Linked DNA regions of Mus musculus: regions 1 and 3 are each linked to region 2. A link is a contact called in public HiChIP or PLAC-seq data. All regions are on one chromosome and are shown on one strand. Each heading gives the region's core, a stretch centred on a gene start, on an enhancer-like site or on the middle of the called end of the contact. The rest is flanking DNA. Distances are from core to core; before and after follow the strand shown.

Region 1 (4,550 bases), core at 1,650-4,149, 140 kb before region 2:
ATCTACACATGTGCCCAGCTGGAGTCACATGGGCTCTATATGTGTGAATGGACTACAGTGTCTACTGTTGATGCACACTGTCTGGTCCAACTCCTGATCTGTTGGGAATATGACCACAGAGCCCAAGAAAGGACCCTGCTGTCTACAAGGAAAGCTTTGGAGCTTTCCCCTTTCATCCCGTAGAAAACGCTTTTTAGAGACCACAGCTGCTGGCTGACTGTGAGCGGTGAACACTGGTTCACCTTAGAAGAATAACATCTGCCAAACAACAGACACTGAATGAGGCCATGTTGCCTTACAAGTTACAACCTCTTCCTGGGAAGGGACAACTCCCTCTGAACGGCAGTTTCTCCTGCCTGGAGATGAGATCACACGGGGAGAGAGCTGCTATGTTTCTGCCAAGTCACTGTGGAAACGCTAAGAAGTGCACACGCGGTAGCCAGCATAGGCATGCCAGTCAGTGTGTCAGCTCCTGAGATAAGCAGCGGCTCCACTGCTCACAGAACGTGTTATTATGCAGTATCATCCTTCCCTCCGGCTCTGGGCCTCTGCCATGTGTCTTGTGGCAGTGGAACCAACACAGACGTTTGCTCAGTTTGCAATGCTGCCAAGTGCGGCAATACCGCCATGACTACAGTGAGTATTCACCCAGGCTCCTTGGTTTGGATGGAAGATGAGCAGCCTGGTGGGATCCTTTGGAGGGTAAGATGGTGATGTTTTAGAGTCTCCCAGGCTAAAGCAAAGTTCCCAACCTGCTCCACAGACACAGTCCGGACTGTGGGGCTGCTTCTTGATACACAGGCACACTCATGCCCCGGTGCGTGGCCTTTTCCAACACCGAATGCTTTCAGGTAGGTTCAAAGTCTGGGCAGAGGCACTTCCAAAGTTTGGCAAGGAGAAGGAGGCAAGGCTGCTAAGTGGGGCTTTTACCAATGTGCTGTCTCATGTGACCCGGATGTCTGCGCAGGTGACTTTAGGTTGTGGATGGATCATGCTTTTTCTTCTTGCCGCGACAGGACTTGCAGACACAGCAGATTATACAGGGAGAGGCCAGGAGCAGCAAGGGTGAGGTCACCAAGGCAATGACACCTAATCCCACAAGGATCCCCACTACCTGGAAATTGAAGAGAAAACCCTATGTCAGCAGGTATGTCATCTGAGATGTATACATTCCCCCAAGTGTAACAACAGCCTCTACAGTCTGGATGCTGTGCCCACCCTGCCATGCCTGTCGAAACCCTAATACTCAGTGCGATGGCACTTGGAGTGGGGAGCCCTGGGTGACACTGTGAGACCCTGGTGACACTTGGGAGCCCAAGAGCTTGCCTCCATTCTTAGCTTTCTAGCATGGGAGAACACGGTGAGAAAGCTGTCATCTATGAACTGGGAAGAATGCTGTGAGTGTAACCTTCACGGCCAACTGTTCTGGATTCAGAGTCATCTAAGAGGCACACCTCTGCGTGGAGGGGGACATTTCCAGGCAGGGCTAACTGGGGAGGGAAGACTCGTGATGATGTTCCATAAGCTGGGCATTGGACTGACTGAATAACAAAATTTTAAAAAGAAGAAAGGCAGACCAATGCTATCCTATCCTCTCTCCCTGACTCCTGTTCTGCTGAGACATGAGGAGTCCCGACCTCAAGTTCCTACCACCATGAACTCTGCCATGCCCTCGCGGTCAGGACAGACTGTATCCCTTCAAACCATGAGCCAAATTATGCCCCTGCTTCTCTAAGTCCTGAGACAAGCAACCAACACAAGGACCCATTCGCAGACCCTGCCCACGCTGATACCTGGTCCTCAGACTGCCAGCAGCCAGGACAAGGATGAATCATCTCAGCTGTTTCAGTCACCCAGGCTATGATAATCTGTTAGGTGAATGGCTAGGATACTGTCTCAGGCAATTTTAGCAATGACATCGCTGGACACAAACTACAAAGGACTACATCGAGGGTGAGAGCAAACCAAATGTTAACACAAGCTGAACCATAAACTCTAAACTCTGAGCTGTGGCTGTTGGCTCGTTCTCTATTGGGGCTTCCTCAACAGTCTCACAGGGGCATTAATAATGATCATCGTTAGGATGTGAGCATTGGTTTCTTCAAAGGAAGCGTAGCCTTTGATAAACACAAAACACTATTAAAAAACAAACCACGATTCTCTTTGAACCTGCCACATAAACACACAATGGCATGTACTGAGGGATCTGAGGCCCTGCAGGAGCCCACAGCATTGGAGACTCTGCTTTGATGCTTAATATGCTCTAACTGCTTGTAGGAAACTCCTCCCATGTTTTGCAAGAGCAAAGAACAGGGGTATGTTCTTTGGCTGGTCACCCTAACGTTCTGCTCTCTGGTGCCTCTGTCCCTCAACAATTGTGCTCTTGACTTAACTTCAGGCCACAGCTCCATTGTTCTCTCTCTCCTCCTCCTCCTCCCAGAACCTCCCAGGAGGGCATGGGAAAGCAAGGAAAGCCATCCCAAGTCCAATGAATCTCACGTTCCCTTAAGGTGGAGCCTACCTGTGTTCGGTTCCACATTACCGATGCCCTCGAGTGGCCGAGCTTATTCCTGCATGGCCCTTTGTCATAGTGCCTGAGGAATATGTCATTCTGAAAAACAAAGAGAGGAGTTTCAGTCATCACACAATGTAGGGTGGAGAGGTGAGCATCAAGTGTGCAGTTCGCCTGATGCTATCAGTGACTTCCTCTAGGAATCCTGACAGGGGCAAAAGAACAAGGAATGACCTGCTCCACCATCTCAGGCAGGTAAGGGACGGTGAGCTCCGGCAGAGGTGTGCAATGGAATGGGAGAACCATAAGTCAGGAGCAAGCCTGGTGTGACCAATGCCAGCGACTGACAGGGGAAGCCAGTCACGAGGTAGAAAGAGAGTAATACACTAAATGAGGAAGCAGGAACAGGAATTATAGGAAAACTACTGAGGAGAAAGAAAAGAAATAACCCAGAGATGGACTTGTGGGTAAAGATGGACGTGCTGAACTTGACATCCAAACAACACACCCAGAGGCAGATCATTACTTATACCTGGTCTTCGAAGGAGGGGCCTGAATATCAGTTTACATAAAATGGGGGTGGGGCGAGTATCACAGAACTGAATAAGCTTGTGTAGAAGAAAAGTGGACTGAGGAGCAGATTTGTTCAGGGAAGACACGAACAGACAAGGAGTCTGGAAAAGACACTGAGGGACAGCCAGAAAGGTGAGGTCAGAGGAGCTAGGAGAAATGGCAGCTGGCCAAGATATCAAAATCTTGGGATATTGGGAAGTATACGGTCAGGATATGGCCGCATGGTCACTTGAGTGCCCAGTGCTAACTGGAGGAAGGCGGATATCAACAGCGAGAGGCAACTGGGTTCAATGGAAGCTTGGCTTGTGAAGAAGAGGGAGAGTAATCAGGGAGAGGACGACTGGTCAGCTTGAGAAGAGACCGGCTCCACCTGGAAACAGCACACGACAGACAGAACGAAATGGCAAAGGCGTACAAGAGAAGTTGAGATCACACGGAAGAGAGAAGACAACTGAAGGTGACAAGTCCCTGAGGCTCCATCTTGGCCTCTGACACTGCATGGCTGAACATGAAGCCAGGCGCAAACACAATGCCCAGCACACTCAGTCTCCGTTTGGGGCTGTCTCAGGCTTGGGCTTTAGAAAAACAATCCCCCTTTCTCTGTCCCAGGTTCTCAACCTTCCTACAAACACATCAATACCATGTGGCATAGAACACGGCCCTGTAGAGAGACTCCCTTGTGTGCTGTGTGGAAGCATCACCTGTCAACAAAAAATTGATGGCCTGCTAGCAAAAGGTGGGAAGCAGAAGGTGGGGTTTCCAGTGAAGAGATAGGAACTCTGGGAGTTAGTTAGTCAGGCGCAGGAAGATTTGCCCTGGACTCTGAGGAAGTCTGATGTATGACACTGAGGAGTGGTAACTAGCCGTGTGGCAGACATAGAATAGAATAAATGGGTTGGTAAGCTGCCAGCCCAAGCTTACTTTATTCATACATAAATAAGCCCCTGGGGTGTTTATTTAGGAACTGGGGTGCAGGTGGAAAAGCCCGAGGTGACACTGCCCCACAAGCCAATGCCCTCATCTGAGAATATGCCTATACAGAATCTGGCAGTAGGTAAGCCTGTGCGGGTACTTCCTTAATTAGTGATTGATCATGGGAAGGACCGGCCCTTGATGGTGCCACCGTTGGGGTGGCAGTCCTGCATTCTATAAGAAAGCAGGCTGAGCAAGCCATGAGGAGCAAGCCAGTCAGTAAGCAGCGCCCTGCCATGGCTTCTGCATCAGCTCCTGGCTCCAGATCCCTGTCTCTCGTGAATTCCTGCCCTGACTTCGCCTGATGATGTGGGAGAGTAAGCTGAATAAACCCTTTCCTCCCTCTCCGAATGTCTGTGGTGTTCCATCACAGCAATAGAAACCCTACCGAAGACGAGCGTGACTGAGGTCTTACACCAATATGAACACACATTATAGCTTCAGACAGGGGTATCCGTAAACAGCTTGTGCCACCTCAAACTTTAAAAGACTG
Region 2 (4,766 bases), core at 2,223-4,722:
CTCTCTCTCTCTCTTTCTCTCTCTCTGTCCCCACATGACACAGCAGCACTTGATGGCTGGCACCATGCTCTTGGACTCTTCAGCCTCCAGAACCATAAAGTAAGTAAACTTCTATTGTTTACCAATTGCTCAGTCCCAGGCACTTAACAGAACACAGACTAAGACGTATGTATCAACTCTTTCACTTGTGTATTAGGTCCTATGTCCTCTTATCTCCCATGGGCAGGGTTGGGGTGGTGCCACTTAGATCCTTCCCCAGCTGTACAGCTGTACAGCAGTGGTCAGTAGATGGCCTCCATCTGTCACCTCCTTCAGAATGTGTCAAAGTTGTTGTCATCCCCCCCTCCTGACCCACCCCAAAATGATGCCCTTCCTGGGGCAGCCTGTATGCAAAGACTTTGCATACACTTTGCAGGCAGGCACTCACTCGGGACCTCTGAAGAGCAGTGCTCACTCCACAGCGCCAGGGCTGGCTGACGGACTGTGGGACCAGCTTCATTCCTCCTCTGCTTGCGTCCTTCTTCCTCTCACAGGTCTTGACCCCTTTAAAAAAATATTTAGTGCTCTAAATTCTGTTTCTGCCTCTGCTCATAGAGAGCCCAACCTGACAAGCCCGATACAGTGGTTCCAGCTGCTGTCCCTCCCTTCCTTTTTTTGATTTCCCAAGTCACTGCCATCATAAAACAGTAATATCTTCTTCCTTCAAAAGGAGGGTCCCTTTGAACTATTGCTTTCTTATACTCAATGTAAAGCCAAATTCCTGGAGAGGGTCTGAATTCACCTTTTAGCCCCACTCCTAGCACCTTCACACCTACTACCTAACAGAGGCAGTTCTTTCCAGTCATGGAGAATACGGTTCTACTCAATGCTCAATTCTTCATTCACATCTCCCCCAGTTGGTCACACTCTTTGGAAGGCACTATTAGTGAAGAAGTCATTTGGCTTCTGGGACACAGCTCTGATTCTCCTCTACCACTGGCTACTGTTGATCTACAGCTTCTTAGCTGGCTTGCCTTCCTCTTTTGAACTCATAAGCCTGTAGTATTCAGAGGTTCAGTCTTGAGACTATCTCTCCTTGCTACTTAATTTCTATCGCTACCTTTGTTCATCCTATAAGTGACATCATTCAGTGCTGGGGCTCTGTATGCCAACCACATGTTGACAGTGGCTAAGTTTGTATTGTGAGCTCCTGCTTGCTTCTTCCTCTAAACTCTAGACATTCATGTCCATCTGCCTATGTTATGGCTTATATATGTTTGGCCCAGGGGGTGGTACTATTAGGTGTGGCCTTGTTGAATATGGGTGTCACTGGGTATGGGCTTGAAGACCCTCATCCTAGCTGCCTGGAAGCCAATCTTCCACTAGAAGCCTTCAGATGAAGATGTACTCTCATCTGAACTCTCAGCTCCTCCTGCACCATGCCTGCCTGGATGCTGCCATGCTCCCACCTTGATGATAATGGACTGAACCTATGAACCTGTGAGCCAGCCTCAATTATTGTCCTTGTAAGACTTGCCTTAGGTCATGGTGTCTGTTCTCAGCTGTAAAACCCTAAGACAGCTTATTTGTAATTTTCACTTTGGTGATCATAAATCTCAATCCTAACATCTCTAAAATCTTCCTTCTCCCAATATGTCGTCTCTTCACTCTCATCCTCTTATCCCTTATTTCCCATGTCCAGTAATGTAGATAATCCTTTTGGTTTTGTTTTTTTGTTTTGTTTTGGCTTTTCGAGACAGAGTTTTTCTGTGTAGTCCTGGCTGTCCTGGAACTCACTCTGTAGACCAGGCTGGCCTCAAATTCAGAAATCCACCTGCTTCTGCCTCCCACGTGCTGGGATTAAAGGTGTGCGCCACCACTGCCCAGCTTAGATAATCCTTTAGAGCATACCATGTCTCTCTCCGCTCTCATTCCTTTAATCACTGACCTTTTAAAAGGAAAGCCCCCCTGCTGGTACTCCAGATCCCCCTGTGACTGCTGCATCACTACCACACAATCTATGTATTTTTGCTTAATGTCTCAACTACAGTCTCGTCTTCAAGATGGCAGGCCTGTTATGATGGACAGAGGATTCGGTACTTATAAAGGAACGGATGAGAATGGTATCAAAACAGTGATGGCCTGGAGGTAAGAGAAATACTTGACCAGAGATAAGTGATGGGAAGGACCGAGTTCATTGATGACAATAGGAAGGAGCAGCCCTGGCAGTGGAAGAGTAAATCCTAGATAGTGTGAATGACAGCCATGTGCAGGAACATGAGGGAAGGCATGTGTGACTGACAGGCCAACTGTGTCAGGGAGCCATCAGACAGAGGGTCAGCAGCCAGTTAAGTAGCATCTTACACGTTGTGATATGGAAATTTGGAGGTTATTCCAAGTTATGATGGGACCATCTGAGGCTTATAAGCAGAAGATCAAACTAAATAAAATAGCTTTGGCTGAGGTGTGATTAGTGGGAAAAGGCAGAGAGAGTAGCCCTTGGAAAGGGCTCTGTTGCAACCCAAACTAAAAAACAAAGAAAGGTGAGCAGAATCAGTAGAATGGGAGATGGCTTAAGATCTGAAAGCAAAAATAGCAGGACTTTGCGTATGTTTACAAAAGGGGCACAGAAGAAAATAAAGTCTAACTTTTGTCCCTCAACTTGGAGACTATTATGGCAAATGAAACCAATCATATTTCCACCAGGTTGACTGGATAAAAAAAAGGGAGGGAGGGAGATTATTCTCAGGGTAGGGAAAAAATGAAGACAATCACATAGGAGAGCACGTAAGGAAATGTTGCTTTTAAACTGTGGACTCTAAAAGGTATCAGAGGGCTTGCCTAGAATTCTTGACAGGAGAGTGTGGCTGGACAAATACCGTATCTGCATTATAGGGGAGACCAAGGGGGCTAGAGAAAGGAAGAGGGTGAATCTGTCTAACATTCACCGGTTTGAAACCTATTTATGTCGCTGGTGGTGTGAGCACTTAACGTGGTGGGTCCCTGTCACGGTGCAGCGTACCGGCGACGGGAAGCCTCGCAAGTAGGTCTCATTTGGAAGCCTTCATCTCGAACGACCCCTCGGAAACAAACGTGGTGGCTCCGAATCAACCCCGTCCGCGGGGTGATCGCCGCGTGAAGTCGAGTCGAGAAAGACTTCGGCGGATCCCTCAACTTCGTCACCTCCAGACGCTCCCCGGCTCCGCGGCCCAGGACGGCCGGTCATTTTTCTCCCGGGATCGGGAGGCTGGAAGCTCGCAGGCCCCCTAGCGTCCAACCGTTCAGCGCGGAGGCCCCGGCTCGCGCCCGCCCGCCACCCCGTGCACCCACCCAGCCACCCGCCGGACGCCGCGACCCGGGTCCTCCCGCGGACCGCAGACCCCCCGAGACCCCGCCCGGGCAGCCCGCGAGAGACGCCGCCGCCCCGCCTCCCGCCCGCCCTCCCGCGCGCGCCAACTCCCAGCGCCGCGCGCTGATTGGCCGGCGCCTTCCCGCTCTGCTTCCCGAACCGCCATTTTGAAAATCTTGTTGATTCTGAGGAGCGGGGAGAGAGAGAGCGCGAGAGAGAGCGAGCGCGCGGCGCGAGGACCTCGGCCCCGCGCGACTTCTACACAGCGGCGGCCTTCTCGTGCGCACCCGCGGTGAGGACGGCGGCGGGGAGGCGCCGGGGCAGCGGGGAGGGGACGCGGCCAGAAGCACTGAGGCCCGCCGCGGGGGAGGGGACTCGCAAGGCTCGGCTCGCCTGGGCCACACTGGCCGGGCCCGAGCCGGCCCGGGGCGGCGCAGGCCGGGCGGGAGCGCGCGCGGGCGGCTGAGAGGGCGGTGCGGTTTCCCGCCTCGGGCATCCCCGGGGAGGCGGGCCGAGTGACAGACCCAGGGTAGGCGACTTGGAGGGGAGCTGACGCTGGGCGCTCGGCACGCTCCATGCCCGCGCGAGCGAGAGAACCGAAGCGTGCGGCTTCCTCCCCGCCCGCAGGCCCCCAGCATGTCGGCGGCGGCGGCCCCCGCTGCGGAGGGAGAGGACGCCCCCGTGCCGCCCTCATCCGAGAAGGAACCCGAGATGCCGGGTCCCAGGGAAGAGAGTGAGGAGGAGGAGGAGGATGACGAAGACGATGATGAAGAGGACGAGGAGGAAGAAAAAGGTGGGTGGGCAGGGATACGCATCCCTCACGGGTGGATTTTTTTTTTTCCCACATCAAAAGTTTCCCCTTCCCTCGCTCCTTTTGGGAAACAGTTATCTTGCATTTTAACGCTTAGAGGCGTCAAGTCGGAGTGGTGGATTTCACGCGAATGCTAACAATCAGTGGCAGAGAATCTGGATTTTTTTTTTTTTTTTTGAGTATTTGCCAAGGTTTCGGTGCAAGTGTAGCAAGAGCCTTTTCCCGATGCGCCTTCAGAACACTTCGTCGTTCGTTTAGGGAGTTTGTAAGTCTGAGATCCGCTTTTTGAAGTTACCCCGAGGTTCCGTAACGAAACAACACTGCAAGGCATTCTTGCAAATCCTGGAAATGTTTTCATTTCCATATTCTCGGCTGTGTGTAGCTGCTGATTCCCTCCCCCGCCCCTCCCCCATAAGGGTTCTTGTGGGAGTGCTTTTCTTTGCCGTGAAAGTTGTTGCTGTTGGAGAAAGTAGTTTAAAAATGAGAAAACTGAACTGAAAGTTAGAACGGGAGCCCGCAGCTCTCTCGGTTTTGGGGACTGATTCTGACCCAAGGAGGGTGGTAAGAAGCCTCATTTGAGTAGAGGCAGAGCGGGGCGAAGAAGCATTGTGTCAGTCAGAGTGCATG
Region 3 (4,603 bases), core at 1,858-4,357, 180 kb before region 2:
CTGCTGTGTCTGGGAGGTATGCCTGGGTACAGGAATGGCTGACACTGCCAAGCTCTGAATATTGTTTTATTATCCAGAGAAATTGCCATCATCTGTGTCTGTCAAAGACAACCATGACATGGCCAGTCTGTGTGCTTCCCTAAATAGGTACCTTATAGGCTTAAGAAACAAGAAAGATAGGAGACTTAGCCTTTCTTTAAATGATCTCTAGGGACTGAAGAGATGACTCCACAGTTAAGGGCACTCACTGAAGTTCCAGAGGACCCAGGTTCAGTTCCCAGCACCCACATGGCTGGGAACTTAACCCACCCACAGCCATCTCCACCTCTAGTTTCAGGGGATCTGTCATCCTCTGGCCTCTACAGGTGCCAGGTACATACATGCACACATGTGGTGCATACATACCTACATGCCGGCAAAACACTTGTCCAAATAAAACAACTATTCTAAAAAGATGCTCTCTGTGTTATAGGATGAACAGAGAAGCCAGTTCAGGCCCACTCCCTTCAAAAATGCCAACCCTGGAGAAAAAAAATAAATAATGGCTCAGGGGATAAGCATTCCTGCTTCACACGTCAAAGCTAACAAGCCAGATGCCATCTCTGGAACCATGTGGTGTAAGAGAGCTGACTCTTCCATGTTGTTTTCTAACCTACACATATGCACTATGACATGTGCACACATGTACACACACAGAGAGGGTTAATCAACATTAAAGGGCTGAGGAGATAGCTCTTACAAGACTCCTCTCTTCTCAGATTTGAATCTGCATAAGAATCACCTGCCCAGAGCATGCGTTAACATTCTAATTCCAAACCTAACCCCCAGGACCTGATTCAGGACCTCTTTGGGGGGTGGGGGGAGGAGACAAGATTTGCCTTTCTAAGTCCCCGAGGGCTGCTGGGGTTGCTCATGGGTCCACAGGGAAGGACGCACCGTGTCAGGAGCTTCCCGGTCTCACACTGAAGGGGAGATACCAACCCATACCCGGCTGCATTTCCATCTCAGTGAGGATTAGCTCCCAAATGACCCCAGCGCCTAGTTGATGCTTCACAGCTGCGTGCCAGCTGGGGACTTGATATGAAAATCTCAGTTGCCATGGAATTTTATGGGCTGGCACCCTGGGAAGTTCAGATGAGGCCCTTCACCTTTGTGGCAAGGGTGCTTGCCGCCAAGCCTGAGGACCTGAGGTGCACAACCAGGACCCCCGTGATGGAAGGCAAGAACCAAGTCCCACAGGTCATGCTCTGACCGGCACATACATAACAACACAAGTAAATGCTAACTTTATAAACTCAACTCTGAACTGGGACAGGAGAAGGAGCTCAATTGTTATTTTAGATACAACTTCTGAATTGAAATTCCTTTCCCTAACCATGTATGGAGGAGGGGAACACCTTACAAATGATTCTTCAAAAGTGATTACACTTGTAAATAAATGTTAGTCTTCCCATAATGTGTCTGTCAGTCAACAGGACAACCCTCTCAGGAATCGGGGAAGATATATAAACCTTTGTGAGTGGTGTGTGTGTGTGTGTGTGTGTGTGTGTCTGTGTGTGTGTGTGTGTGTGTGTATTTTGGTTTTGTTTGTTTGTTTGATTGATTTGTTGTTGTGTGTGTTTTGGTTGTTGTTTTGGTTTTGGTTTGGTTTGGTTTTTGTTTTGTTTCTGATTGTTTTTGAGGCAGACTTTCTCTGCATAGTCCTGGCTGACCTCAAACTCTCACAGATCCATCTGACTCTGCCTCTGCCTCCTGAGTTCAGGGATTAAAGGTGTGCCAACACCACCTGGCTGGTTTGTTTTGTTTTGTTTTGTTTTGTTTTGTATCTGTCTACTTACAAGCCAACAAACTACTAAGAAACGAGGAGATGTGTTTTTCGAATACCTATCATCTCCCAATTCCATTCCTCTATCTTCATCATCTAAATCTTTCCCCGTATACCCACCCAGAAAAATCTCTTCTTTCTTCTTTCTTTCCAGCCGTTGGGAGTAATGGACCCACCTGATTCCATTTTAAGATTAGAAGCCATCTTCTTACAAGATCAAAATATGTTCTATCCCCATAGCCCTCTTAATATGCAAGCCACTCATATAATTAATAACACACCATGCTGTGAACTTATACACCATTTTCTTTCCAATGCTAAGAAATTTGTGGAAGAGGATAATTGGTAAAGCAAAATATTTTTAGAAACTCCTCACAATAAACACAACCCACAGACTCCCCAGTTTGTGGAAAATCTCACCCGCCTTCCTCACTTACACTCACCAGTCTGCCTGGTTGTCTCCAGTACTCCAACCAAGCAGCAGATGGCAGCAAAACACTGTTCTAGTGGAACCGCTGCACAGGGATGCTTACAGTATGTCTCAGGAGAGCCAGTGCTCCACAGACAGGGTCTCAGACTTACCCTCATTGGTATCATTATTCTCACAGAGATGCAGAAAGAGTGACTGAAAATAAACCAATAACCTAATGACATATCACTCACCGTCAACTGTCTGATTTAACGTCATGTTGCTCCAAGGCAACTTCCCAACTTCTCAAGCCTTTTTGACCTTAAGCGACTCTTTTTCCTCAACTGTTAATGAGAAGCAGAATTTCATCTAGTCACCCCCGAGGGGATCGAGTGGATCCTGTGGGAGCCACGTGCCATCCTGCATTCAAACCACTTTTGTAGCTGCGGTGGGGTGTTCATTAACTGCCGTCTGCACCCATTTCCCTCTGAGATCAGAGCACATCTGTAAAGGAAGAGCTGTTCCAAGGCATGAGACGATTGCGTGCTCCATCTCCCTTTCTCTCCGCACCCACACAAGGGAAGGTCAGACATGCTCAATCTAGATCCCACAGTGTTGCCCTCCCGGCTCCCTGGTCAGCTGACCGTGCCTGACTCAGTTGCAGCCTCTGACAGACAATCCCAAGGAACATATTACCTTTCCTCTTGGGAACTCCCAGTGAAACAAACCAAAGAAAGATGGTGAAGAGTCTCCCAGCAGCCCAGACCAACCCCTTAGAATATCTCGTGTGGTATTCTACAGCTCTGGGAAAAGACAGTAAAGAACAGAACATCACTGCCATGGAAACGCCCACAGGGACACAGGGAAGTTGTGGGTAGCAGTAGCCCTGTGACCTGCTGGTAGGCATGGAAAGAAGAAGAGAAGAGATGGCTGACTCAGTTCCTTAGTACTCTCTCCCAGATGCTTTTAAATGCACAACCCAGATGGTATCCTATGCCGAACAAGTCTCATTGTAACTTCCACTTGTCCCAGATTCAACTTTAGACCTTAAATATCTGAAAATCCCTGAACTAGGGAGAGAAAGTGGGCTTTAGGGAGCAAAGAAATCTAGTGATTAATCCCTGTTATGTTTATGTTTGGGTCCTTGGCACAGTGTCTTACTCTGTGGCTCAGGCTGGACTGAGCCCATGCTGGCTTCAAACTCAGAATACTCCTCCTACCTTAGCTTCCTGAACGCTAGAATCACAGATGTAAGCCACCACACCCAGCTCGAAACCACATTCTTGATGTCAGATTACCTTAGGCCCCTGTCTCTGTAGCAGGTTTAAAGCTGTTCTCCATCCTCCCCCATGCTTACCATGCTTAGCAACACTGGCTCCTCCCCTTGGACCCTCTTACAGGGTTGCTGTGTAGCTCACTGTCCAGCAGCTATGCCCTCCTGACTCAGTAGAACCAACAGGTACCCTTTGTAGGGAGAGCACAAGGCAATTGGAGAGATCATTTGCTCCAAGACAAGACTATTGAGCTCAGTCTTCTTTTTTGTCCCAAGAGTGAAGTATAGAAGTAAAGAAGACAGAAGCTGGGATAGAAAAATATTGGGGCTGGAGAGATGGCTCAGTGGTTAAGAGCACTGACTGCTTAAGAGCATTGACTGAGTTCAAATCCCAGCAACTGCATGGTGGCTCACAACCATCTGTAATGGGATCTGACACCCTCTTCTGGTATGTCTAAAGACATAAATAAAGATATAAATAAATAAATAAATAAATCTTAAAAAGGAAAAAAGAAAGAGAGAGAGAGAAAGAAAGAAAGAAAGAAAGAAAGAAAGAAAGAAAGAAAGAAAGAAAATTACTAACAAGAACTGTGTGGTACCATCCACATGTAATTCTAGCTCTAGATAGAGACATGGGAGGATCAGGAGTTCAAGGCCGGTCTTAGCTACATAACAAGTTTGAGGCTAGTCTGGTTTACAGGAGACTAAAAAGGAAAGAATTACAAACAGCTACCAGGGAGGGCCACCCATCTTCTTGGGGGAGGGTGGAGGCATTTGGGGAAGTGCCACCTCTAAATACTTCTTAAAATCTACATAAAATGCTTTCCAATGAAAATGGAGAGGGTAGCCATGGCTCTTGAGGGCACCGCATCCCACACCTCACACACAGTCCTCCAAGTTACATCTCTTATCTGGGAATGACTTCTTCAGAAATTCTACAAATCAGAAATAAGACATGCAACGCATCGGGTCATCCTTAATAAAGGACACAGCAGGAAGCCTTGTGTGTTCAAAGATGAGGCTTAACAGCCTAGCTGCATAGCCACGGAAGGGGTACTGGAACAAATGACAGCATTCCTTGCATGCAAATAAAGAG

The links. HiChIP or PLAC-seq counts read pairs in DNA pulled down with a chosen protein or histone mark.
Region 1: an H3K4me3 HiChIP or PLAC-seq map of bone marrow-derived macrophages shows a contact between it and region 2, with 2.9 times the contacts expected there. The contact joins the enhancer-like site here to the promoter of Dek in region 2. A contact is called at or near these places in 5 of 39 promoter capture datasets (3T3-L1-derived adipocytes, frontonasal cranial neural crest, liver and 1 more), 1 of 484 Hi-C or Micro-C datasets (bone marrow-derived macrophages), 2 of 115 datasets of contacts at active chromatin or transcription factors (both in bone marrow-derived macrophages) and 2 of 9 other capture datasets (adipose tissue and liver).
Region 3: a contact with region 2 is called in an H3K4me3 HiChIP or PLAC-seq map of bone marrow-derived macrophages, with 5 times the contacts expected there. The contact joins the enhancer-like site here to the promoter of Dek in region 2. A contact is called at or near these places in 15 of 39 promoter capture datasets (the 3T3-L1 cell line, 3T3-L1-derived adipocytes, cranial neural crest and 8 more), 15 of 484 Hi-C or Micro-C datasets (Sertoli cells, bone marrow-derived macrophages, cardiomyocytes and 9 more), 30 of 115 datasets of contacts at active chromatin or transcription factors (the NIH/3T3 cell line, acute myeloid leukemia, bone marrow-derived macrophages and 16 more) and 4 of 9 other capture datasets (adipose tissue, liver, macrophages and 1 more).

The regions. Positions count from the first base shown.
Region 1 is chr13:47,240,925-47,245,474 of GRCm38.p6, reverse strand. Rnf144b (ring finger protein 144B) reads right to left here. Exons shown (of 8, transcript NM_001170643.1): 7 at 2,522-2,611; 8 at 1-1,114. The coding sequence ends at 974. Among named protein-coding and RNA genes, the nearest start is that of Gm52039, 5.6 kb to the right of the region's middle. Within about 2 kb of position 2,899, at least 3 of the 459 cell types and tissues checked have an H3K27ac peak or open chromatin away from gene starts, as enhancers often do. A contact at or near this core is called in bone marrow-derived macrophages, where this site is marked.
Region 2 is chr13:47,104,927-47,109,692 of GRCm38.p6, reverse strand. Dek (DEK proto-oncogene (DNA binding)) reads left to right here and starts at 3,472. Exons shown (of 11, transcript NM_025900.2): 1 at 3,472-3,620; 2 at 3,956-4,121. The coding sequence starts at 3,965.
Region 3 is chr13:47,286,370-47,290,972 of GRCm38.p6, reverse strand. No RefSeq gene overlaps it. Among named protein-coding and RNA genes, the nearest start is that of Gm52039, 51 kb to the right of the region's middle. Within about 2 kb of position 3,107, at least 7 of the 459 cell types and tissues checked have an H3K27ac peak or open chromatin away from gene starts, as enhancers often do. A contact at or near this core is called in bone marrow-derived macrophages, where this site is marked.